2 separate regions of the Bos taurus genome follow, and region 2 is linked to region 1. The links are chromatin contacts, called in public Hi-C maps. All regions are on one chromosome and are shown on one strand. The core of a region is the stretch at or near the end of the contact, and the rest is flanking DNA. Distances in the headings are between cores, read along the strand shown.

What was found. Hi-C and Micro-C count contacts between places; a contact is called where the count stands out from the background.
Region 2: a Hi-C map of liver shows a contact between it and region 1, with 4 times the contacts expected there. The contact joins the enhancer-like site here to the promoter of TREH in region 1. A contact is called at or near these places in 2 of 11 Hi-C or Micro-C datasets (liver and skeletal muscle).

Annotation. Positions count from the first base shown.
Region 1 is chr15:29,320,047-29,325,264 of ARS-UCD2.0, forward strand. TREH (trehalase) reads right to left here and starts at 3,063. Exons shown (of 15, transcript NM_001192570.2): 1 at 2,909-3,063. The coding sequence starts at 2,997.
Region 2 is chr15:29,531,255-29,536,472 of ARS-UCD2.0, forward strand. All of the region lies in intron 1 of UPK2 (uroplakin 2), which reads left to right. Among named protein-coding and RNA genes, the nearest start is that of UPK2, 4.6 kb to the left of the region's middle. Within about 2 kb of position 2,852, at least 50 of the 102 cell types and tissues checked have an H3K27ac peak or open chromatin away from gene starts, as enhancers often do. A contact at or near this core is called in liver and skeletal muscle, where this site is marked.

The DNA of each region.
Region 1 (5,218 bases), core at 1,813-4,312:
GTAACTAAGACTCACAGGGATCTTCCCAGACCAGGGATCAAACCTGTGTTCCCTGCATTGATTGTGGATTCTTAGCCACTGGGCCACCAGGGAAGTCCTCACCCCATTCTAAATAACTGTTTCAAGATGCCTATCCTGCTGGGACGAGACCGTTGGCTCTGTCCTCTGTCTATCATATTCTCTTGGGAATCAGTCTAATTTTCTTCATTATTTGTTGTTTCAGAATAATTTTTTCCTTTGGAAATGGCTCTGGGGCTACTGGCTGCACATCAGGGCAGCCAGAAGCAGGACCTTCCCCAGCACATTCTGTTAGCAGAGGCCCTGAGACCAGAGGCTGTATTTAGGACTGACTAGAATCTTAGTTTGGCTTATCTCTCACTTTCATTTTTGCTATTCTAGATGACAATACCAAGAAATTCTATTTTTTTTTTCTTCTTATTTTGCACTTTCTTATGCATTTGGTCAGCGAATACCCCAAGAGTTGGATCCATCAGCTCTAACTTCCATTGGTAACTTTTACCTCCAGTAACTGATCACAATAAAACTGCTATTCTGAACACATGGGTGACCCTGTGGCCATCCAGGAATCAAAAGATGCTCGTTCCTTGCCCTTTCATCTTGCACTTTCCAAACCATGTGTTTTAGTGAGACAAGATCATCCTAGCAAATCACACATGTTCTGACAACAATTACAATATTGCAATAAAATTCTGCCACCAAGAGTTAGCTTGGATGCCACCCCCAGGTCAAAGCTATAGTCCCCAACAAGATTGCCCTCACTCCAGCACCAGTTGTAAGTTCAGGGGTCCTAAAGTTTCCACCACTTCTGACCACTGGCTACAAGTTCAGGAGTTCCCATGAGAATTTGCTAGAATTAAAGTTTTAGTGATTTATAAGAGCAGTTCACAGAACTCAGGAAAGCACTATATTGGGATTGCATTATAGTTCTCATAAGGATACAAGTCAGGACTGGCCAAACGAAGACACATATAGGACAAGGTCTGGGAGAGTCCTGAGCACAGAGCTTCTGTGTTCTCTCCCCATAGAATCAGGACACTCCAACCTCCTGGTGCATTGAAGGTCAACCAAAATGAGGCTGCACTGAACTTTGGTGTCCGGAGTTTTTCTTGGGGTTTTGTTGCATAGGTGCATGCCCGCATGTGTGCTAGGTCACTTCAGTCACGTCTGACTCTTTGCAACCCTATGGACCGTAGCCCACCAGGCTCCTCTGTCCATGGGATTCTCCAGGCAAGAGTACTGGCGTGGATTGCTGTGCCCTCCTCCAGGGGATCTTCCTGACCCAGGGATCAAACCTGCGTTTCTTATGTCTCCTGCATAGGTAGGTGGGTTTTTACCACTAGTGCCACCTGGGAAGCCCCACTGCATAGGTATGATTGATTAAATCATCAACTATGTGATTAAATCCAATCTTCCGCCCTGTCAGGAGGTCAGGCTGGTATCAGGCACCTCAAAGCCCCAACCTTCTAATCACTTCATCTTCTAACATGACCTGTCCTACTTCAGACATCTTAGTAGCATGACCCATCTAGGGACTCATTATGAGTCACCTCGGTCACAGAAGCGATTCGAGCTTAACCTGAATACCAAAGACACTCCTGTCACTTGGGAAATTTCCAAGCTCTTAAAAGTTATATTCCAGGAACTCAGGACAAAGACTGGACAAATTCTTTGTTATACGATAAGTTGTTTGTGTAGTAAACAGTTGACATAGCAGATTGTGTTTATACCCTGTACATTTCAAAGACAGTCTGATAGGTGCCTAAGAGATACCTTCTAAGCTCCTGGGGCCCTACCTGATAAATTTTTGTTTCCTGGGACCTTGGACCATGCCAGATATTTTATCCTATTAATGTGATTTAAGGTGGGGGCTGAGGGCCACCCATTATCATTTTGACCTTTAGACACCTGGAGAATGAGTAACTAGGGTCACCGTGAGGATACACTACGTCCCTGTAACTGATCCCCAGTCAAAATTCACGGGTGCCAAGGCTCCTGTCTGGCCGTGCCTCAGGTGTGTATTAAACTGTAACCATGAGTATAAACATTTGGTGAGTACTAGTGGAAGATATGGGCTTCCCCGGTGGCCCAGGGGTACAGAACCTGCCTACCAATGCAGGAGACATGGGTTCGATCCCTGGGTCAGGAAGATCCCCTGGAGAAGGTCATGGCAAATCCACTCCTGTATTCTTGCCTGGAAAATCTTATAGACAGAAGAGTCTGGTGGGCTACAGTCCATGGGGTCGCAAAAGTCAGACACGACTTAGAGACAACAACCATCCCCAGCGAACTTCTATTATTACTTTTCTTGCTTGTTATGTAATAATAACCGTAATAATAACCTTCATGGACCTCATTTTTCTAGTTCACTGCTGCAACTCAGGAGGCATAGCAAGAACTCAATAAACCCATGATGAAGGGAGAGTGGCTGCCCTGTGAGTCCCAGAAGCAGGATGGGGTCGCTCACCCCTGCTATTTGGAGATGGAAACTGTGGCTTTGGAAAGAGGTTTGGTCATGGAGGTCAGAGGTCAAACCCAGGGGCTCCTTGCAGGTCCCTACTCCCACTCTCACATCCAAGGCAGGGAAATTGAGCAGGAAGTTTCCCAGAACAACCCTGAGAACAGGCCTGCACAGTTCAAGGAGCAGCTAGAAGGGAGAGCAGAGGGAGGGAGCACTCCCTGCGTGGCAGGCTCCTGGCCTGTGTCCAGCCGCCCACAGGCTGCCTCATCTTTTCCTAGCGCTGGGGGTCAGTGCCCAGCACAGATCCTGAGACCTGATCTCCTTCCCTTCCCTCCTCTCTGGAGGGCTGACCCCGATGCTTGAGCTCTCCTCGCGGCCCTCCAGACCTGGCCTTCCGGCAGCAACCCCAACTGCCTTCTCCGCTCCTACCTTCCACAGGGTGGGGGCAGGGCCTCCTGGGACCCCAGCCTCAACCCCAGCAGGAGCAGCAGACGCAGCCCCCAGGTCCTCCCCTGCATGACGCTGTGGCTATGGCCAAACAGGAGCGTCAGGTGCCTCCTGCTAGCCGGGCCGCAGCCTGCTCGCCTCGCCCGCCAACCCGGGGCAACCAAAGTCCAGGTCTGAGGCGTGGCCACACGATGAGCTGGGCCACACAGACCGCTCTGTGCTCCTGCCCTCAGTTCACAGGGGCCGCCCCTGCCCCCTGACTTTGTCTTTTCCTCCCCTTTTGTTTCTCAGCCTCAGCTGGGGCCTCCTGCTCAGGCCCTTCCCACAGAGGCGGGGTGAGTGTGGGGAGATGGGACAAAATTCGGCCACACATCTGTGACCCAGATGCCGGTCCCTTTCATGGCCCCGAGGTTCCCACCTCAGGGGGTTACCATTTCCTTTAACATTTCAAACAGAAGGGCTCAAGATTCTGTCCCAGGTACAGTGTGAAAGCCCAGGACCCTTGTGATTATCTACCAGGAAGGCTGTGGGAGCACAGGCAGGAGGAAGACCTACCATGCTCGGGACATTTCCTGCGGGTGTTGAAGATGACATAGGAGTTTGCCAAGGAAATGGACTGGAGACCATTCCAGTGTTGGCAGTGGCAGGGCAGCTGCAAGAAGCTCAGCCTGGCCAGAGAGACCTGGGGTTGGTGCAGGGGAGGGAAGCGAGGCAAGGCCAGAGGGACGTGTTGGCACCAGCCTGTCGGGGACCTTTGCCAAAGCCAAGGAGGCAGCGGTTCCAGTGAGGGAGCTGGCAGAGAAGCCCGTGAGCCGAGGCAGCAGGATTTGATTTGCTGTAGGAAGCTCCCCCCTAGGCACCAGGGCAGGGGTGGGAAGGGGCGGGTGAGGAGGCGGCAGCCCAACCCAGGACCCCTGCCTCAGGCCTGAAATGATGGGGGGTCAGGTGGGGTGGGAAGGTGGTGCTGCCAGCCGGCCCCGCCTGCGTTTAGTGCTCATATGGCCTTGCCTTTGCGACTTGGGCTCGCTGCCCAGAGCGGTGGTGCCTGCTCGCTGTTCGCCCCCAGACGGGGTGGCCAGGCCTGTGCCTGCCCTTGCCAGCACCCCATCCTTCCCACCCCAGGAGTCCTCTGCTCTGCGGGCTCACCCACCTCCTTCCTGGCACCCCGGCCTCCAGATGCTCCCTTTACTTCCTTGAAAGTTTTTTCTTGTCATTAAATAGACACAGCATAAATACAAGCCATTTCAACCGTTTTTAAGCGCACAATTGGATTTACATCACATTCATGATGTCTGGCAACTATCCCCGTTATTTATTTCCAAGCCTTTTTGTTTTTATCATCCGAAACACACTTTATAACCTTTAAGCAGTCACTCCTCAATCCTCTCTCCCCACCACCCCTGGAAGCCACTATTCCACTTTCTGTCTCTATGAATTTGCCTTCTAGATGCTTTATGTAAGTGGAGTCATACAGCATTTGTCATTTCATTTGCACGTTTTCAAAGTCAGCCTATGTTGTCGCATGTATCTGGATTTCTTTCCTTTTTTTTTTAAGCTGAATAACATTTCATTGTATGTTTAGACCACATTTTCTTTTAGAGACAAGTGTGTTTGGGGGAATTCCCTGGCAATCCAGTGGTTAGGACTTGAGCTTTCACTGTTCACGGGCCTCGGTTCGATCCCTGGTTGGGGAATTAAGATCCTGCAAGCCTAGCAGAGCCAGCAAAGCAAAAACAAACAGCAACAAAAAAGTAGAGATGAGTGTATTTTTTAAACACTTTACTGAAGTTGATTTACAATGTTGTGTTAATTTCTGCTATACAGCAAAGGGAGTCAGTTACACACACACATTTTTTCTTATTTTTTTCCATTTGGTTGATCACAGGAGGTTGAATGTTTGTTTCTGTGCTATGCAGCAGGAGCTTGTTGTTTCTCCGTTCTACATGTAATAGTTTGCAGCTGCTAATCCCACATGCCCAGTCCATCCTTCCCCCATCTCTCCTCCCGCCTTGGCAACCACAACACAGTTCTCTATGTCTGTGAGCCTGTTTCTGTTCCACAGATAAGTTCCTTTGTAGACCACATTCTCTTTAACCATTCGTCTGTCATCGGACATTTGGTTCACTTTTACTTTTTGGCTATGTGACTAATGCTGCTATGAACACGGGCATACAAATATCTGTTCCTGGCCTTGCTTTCAGTTCTTCTGAGTATGTATCTAACAGTGGAGTTGCTGGATCATCTATGTTTAATCTATGCTTAAATCTATATTTATGCTTAAATCTATATTTA
Region 2 (5,218 bases), core at 1,602-4,101, 210 kb after region 1:
CAATGACACCTGGCCTGCTTAAAGTAAAGCAGGACTATCAATCCTCTCCTTTATTCCAAAAACTATACCTCTATTAATATGGCTTAAACTTGGATTCACTTTTGGTGACCATGTTACGATGATGACTCGGACTGAATTTACTAACTCCCCCGATTCTGTTTTACCTGAACTGCCTCTAAGACACGTGTAGTCTCTGTGTGTTGCTGAGATCTTACACAGATCTCTGATCATTTCATCTTGTTAGGTTTTCCTACCATCCTACGCATGGAGATGATATTTGGATCCTTACCCTGTCTTTCAAAGCGTTTACTATACCTTGAGGTTTATCTCTGTGAAATGTGATACTATATTTTCATATACACTATCTAAAAAATATTTAACAGGACAGAGATGAAAGCAAGTCCTAAAGCAAACAAATGTTCCTGGTTGATACCAGTCCATGTCATACTGAGAAGCAGCAAGATCCAGGGTCTTGTAGGTGGAATGGGTCAGATCATAATGAACCTCACAAGCCTAATAGAAGATTAAGAAAGTCAGAAGGCTCAGAACCACAACAGAGTTTTTGAGTAGAAGAGTGACATGGAAGCAGACTATAGGTATAGCAACAGAATAAAACACTAACTGTGGAACTCCACAGATCTGGACTTGAGTCCTAGCCTTATTGCTTACTAGCTGTAGAACTTGGACAAATTAACCACTCTGAGCATCAATTCCTTCTTCTGTAAAATGATACCTACTTTATAGTTTAGGGTGAAGATTAAATTAAATGACATATATGAAGAGCCTAATACATAATGGGTGTTCAATAAATCAGGCTTTCCCAGATGGCTCAGTGGTAAAGAATTCACCTGCCAACGTAGGAGACGTCGGATTGGTCCCTGGGTAGGGAAGATCCCCTAGAACATGGCAATCCATTCCAGTATTCTTGCTGGGAAATCCTATGGACAGAGGAGCCTGGCAGGCTACAGTCCACGAGGTCGCAAAGAGTCAGACATAACTGAGCACGCACACTTAAATCAGGTAGACAAAAAAAGGAGAGAAGAAAGTCATGTTTCAGATGGGTTTGGTTTCTAAGAGGAGACTATCTTTCTAGGAGGCCCAGGAGAGAATGAGGCTATAGGGAGAGCCCCAAATGACTCACTGGGCACTTGGTCTCAGGTCATCTAGATGAAAGGGTACAGGGATAGAAGCAGATTCTCCTCTTACAAAGAATTGATACCTCTTGAACTCTAGTTACATATGGAGGATGGCAGAGAGAGAGGACTCACAGGTAGCACCAATGTTTTTACACTGGGTGGTGATGAGGAAGTACTGTAAGGAGGGGTGATGGTGTTCAGAAGACAGGTTCATGGTTAGAGTTGTTGAATCAAGCATGATGAGATGTATACCCTGGTTCTGACCCCGAGGATGTAAGAGACTTGAGTAAAGCCTGGAGAGAAGTCAGAGCCAGATTCATGTATTTGGGACACACCCCATGCCAGTGGGTGTTGTAGGCATGGCGTGAGGTCTCTGAGGGTGAGTTGGGAAGTGAACCAAGGACTGTGCCATGCAGGACCTCCCAGAGCCACACTGATTCTGTTTGGGACTGAAGAAACTGTCTGATCCCGTGCCCCCACTCCCATTTCCTGCCCCCTGGTCAGAATTGAATAGAGAGGAGACCTTCCATCCACCTTCGCATCACTGACCTCTGTCCAGAGCCCACGGAAACCCAAACTGTGTCCCTCCACAACCCTCTGCTTTTCTACCCTGATGTCAGAAGGAATTCAAGCTCTTGTCCAGCCAATAGACTCTAGCTTGTTGCTATAATCCTGGACTTGAGAAGGAAAAGACGAAGGGGAAGGTGTAGACACAGGGGTAGGCAGGGACAAAGTGAGCTGCAAGAGAGAAACAGAAAAGCTGAAGGGTGGGGTGGGGGAGGTGGGGGAGTGGGGAAAGGTGAGCACCATGGGTACAGGAAAAGGCAGACTGATAGAAGAGAAAACAAGACTCAAGGAGGGGGGCAGAAAAAAAGATTTGCTGAGAAACTGATGAAGTGCAACTGAGAAAACTGTTGCCATGGTGATGGGTCCAGAGGAGGGAGTAGGAATATAAATTGGATTATGAGTTGGGGGAGTGAAGAGGGCGGGTTGCTCAAGATCCAGAGGCAGTGTCCCCACCTCAGGCCCTCCCCACCAGACCTCCTTAATCCATAGGAATGCCTTTCTCAGAGGTCTTGTGTGGCCAGTGGGGAGGCCAGTGGGGAGCGAGGAGTGAAGGAGGGCCCCAGGCACCCCCCTACCCCAGGCTTCCTAGGCTCTTGGAGAGTTTGCTCCATAGACCCTAGTTTCTGTCATTCTAACTCTTCATCAGTGAAGAGAGGGTAGGGAACTTGTTTTAAGCACCTACTATGTGCCAAACACTGTGTTGGGCACCTCAGGCGTTGTTACATTCCGTCTGCAGCACAGCCCTTGGAGGTAGATTTGATCGCCTCCACTGGTAGGCAGGAAACTTCGAACAAGGCCCCAGGCTGGCAAGCAGCAGCCAGAGTGGGGCACAGTGGAGCCCATCTCCTCCAAAGCCATTTCCTCCCTTCCTAGCCCTCTGCCTACCTTGTAGAACCTGTGTCGAGGTCCCTGGCTTTTCCTGCACCCACTTCGGACTGGACGGGGCAGGATGGGCGCTGTTGGGGGTGGGGAGGGGAGGGGTAGATGAGTTAGGGGCTCTCATCCTGTTCTGAGAGATAGAGTTGGGGAAACCGGAGGAAAATACACCACAGCGGCCAGACTCTGGGCTCAGTGGGAGGCGCCGGGGTGCTCTGAGCTCCGGGCTGCGGGAGTCGGGAGGAAGGGCTGAGGTGGGGAGGACGGGCTGAGGCGGGGAGGACCGTGGGAGTGGGGGAAGCGCAGAGGCCAGACCATTTCCGGCAGTGCTGCGGGGGAACTCCAGTGCGGCCACGTGGGGAGCCGGGGAACCGGCGGTCTCGGTTTGCAAGTCTCTGAGCTAGTGAGCCAGAGGGACCGGGGGCTGGTATTTGACTGCAGGTCCCTGCAAGTGAAGTGCCTGGAGGGGGCGAAGCGGGGCGCGGCTTCCCTCCCCCTCCCTCGGGCTTCTGTACAAATAACAGTTTTGCAAAGGGCACCGTAGCTGATGCGCATATTAAACAGGGCCTGGGGAGGTGGGAGAAGGCCAAGTCTGGGGCTGTGGCCTGGGCAGTTCTGCCAAGACCACCCCTCCCCCTCAGGAGGGTGCCCTGGGATTCAAGGGGATTCTGGCCCTCTGGCCCACCTGGCTACCTTGAAACAACTCTCTCTGGGGGCTGGCTTGAGCCACACCCTAACCAGGAAGTGTGTGTGTGTGTGTGTGTGTGTGTGTGTGTGTGTGTGTGTGTGTGTGTGTGTGTGTCATGTGTGTGTGCCTGTAATGGCTCCAGCTTGTCTCTGAGCTGGAGATCCCAGGTCCCTGCCCCCCACCCCTGTAGAGGAGGTTGAGGAGGGGGGCGGGGGCGGGGGTAAAGCTCCTTCCTCCTGAGGCCTGAGGGAAAGCTGATCTAGATCAACGCACTTCTGTTGCTTCATTTCACACCATCTCTTCCACAAGCCACCAACATCCAGGATGGCCCTCCTGACCCCACAGGTTTGAGACCCAAAAGGGTTTGGACTGAAGGAGGGTGGGGGTTGAGAAAAAGCCTCTTCGGTGTCCTCCTTCACACCTGCCCTCCCCAGACTGTCTGGTCAACTAGCCCTTTGCCGAGCCTCAGACCCAACTCCTCCCAGACCTGCCAGCCTTCAACACCCTCATGCCCAGCCCAGTCCCCCTCACTCAGGAGTACCCCTAGTCTGAAGCAGTCCCCATGACTCCTACTTGCCACATGCAAAGAGCACACGTCATGGCTCTTTATTTGCTGAGCACCAACTAGATGGGGAGCATGCCTCCTAGAAATGTTCTCCTTTCTGTACCTGGGATACCTCTCCTGGTTCTTCTCTTTTCCTTTTGGGAAGCTTCTCAGTCTCCTCAGTTGGCACTGAAGGTAAAGAATCCGCCTGCCAATGCAGGAGACAAAAGAGACTCAGGTTCAGTCCCTGGGTCAGGAAGATTCCCCTGAGAAGGAAATGGCAACCCACTCCAGTATTCTTGCCTGGACAATCCCATGGACAGAGGAGCCTGGCGGGCTACAGTCCATAGGGTCGCCAAGAGTCGGACACATTTGAAGGTACGGAGCATGCGTGCACTCACGCACTCAATCTCCTTTGCAGGCTCCTCTGTTCCTCTGCCCATAGTATTGGTGTTCCCTAGTTTCTCTCCTTGACCTTTCCTCTTACTTGGCACATCCTTCTCTCCAAGATTGCAGCTGTCACACCTAAGCCGACAACCCTTGGGGCTCCAGAAAACGCACCCGCCCACCTTCCATACACTCCACCTGGGTGTCCTCCAGCACCTCAACTCAGCAAGTTCAGTGATCTCCACCCCCTTTCCACAAATCTGCCCCTCCCACCCCGACGCATGCCCAGCTAGTGACGCTGCCATCCTCCACCCAGATGCCCCAGCCAGGACCTGGGAAGCATCATTAATTAACTCTGTTCTTCACCCCTCTCCACAGCCTTCCCAGCCCAACCATCACCCCCAAATCTCCTCTTCTATCATCTTTTGCCTGGAATCTTATCTCCACAGCGTATCAGAGATGTCCAAAATATCTCCCAGCTGTTCAGCCAACAAAATCTCTGCATTGCAGCAAAAGCCATCTTTATAAGATACAAATCTGATCATGACGCTCTCCAGGTTAAAACCTTTCAAGGGCTTCCTTTTAGCCTTAGGATAAAAATTAAAATTGCTTAGAACTTTCCTGGTGGTCCAGCGGTTGACAGTCCACCTGCAGTGCAGGAGACATGGGTTCAATCTCTGGTCCAGGAAGATTCCACATACTTTGGAGCAACTAAGCCCATGCACCATGACTACTGAACCCCAAGCACCCTAGGGCCAGAGTTCCACAAGAGAAACCACCGCAATGAGAAACCCATGCACCGCGACTAGAGTAGCCCCCATTCACCACAACTAGAGAGCCCACGTGCAACAATGAAGACCCAGCACAGCCAAAAATAAATCATATTTTAAAAAACTAAAATTGCTTAATGGGGCTTACAAAACTTTTTATCTGATCCCAGTTACTTCTCCAGTGACTCTCTCAAAATCCACTCTAACACAACCCCACCTTGCCCCCCACCGATGGGCCCATTCCCTAACT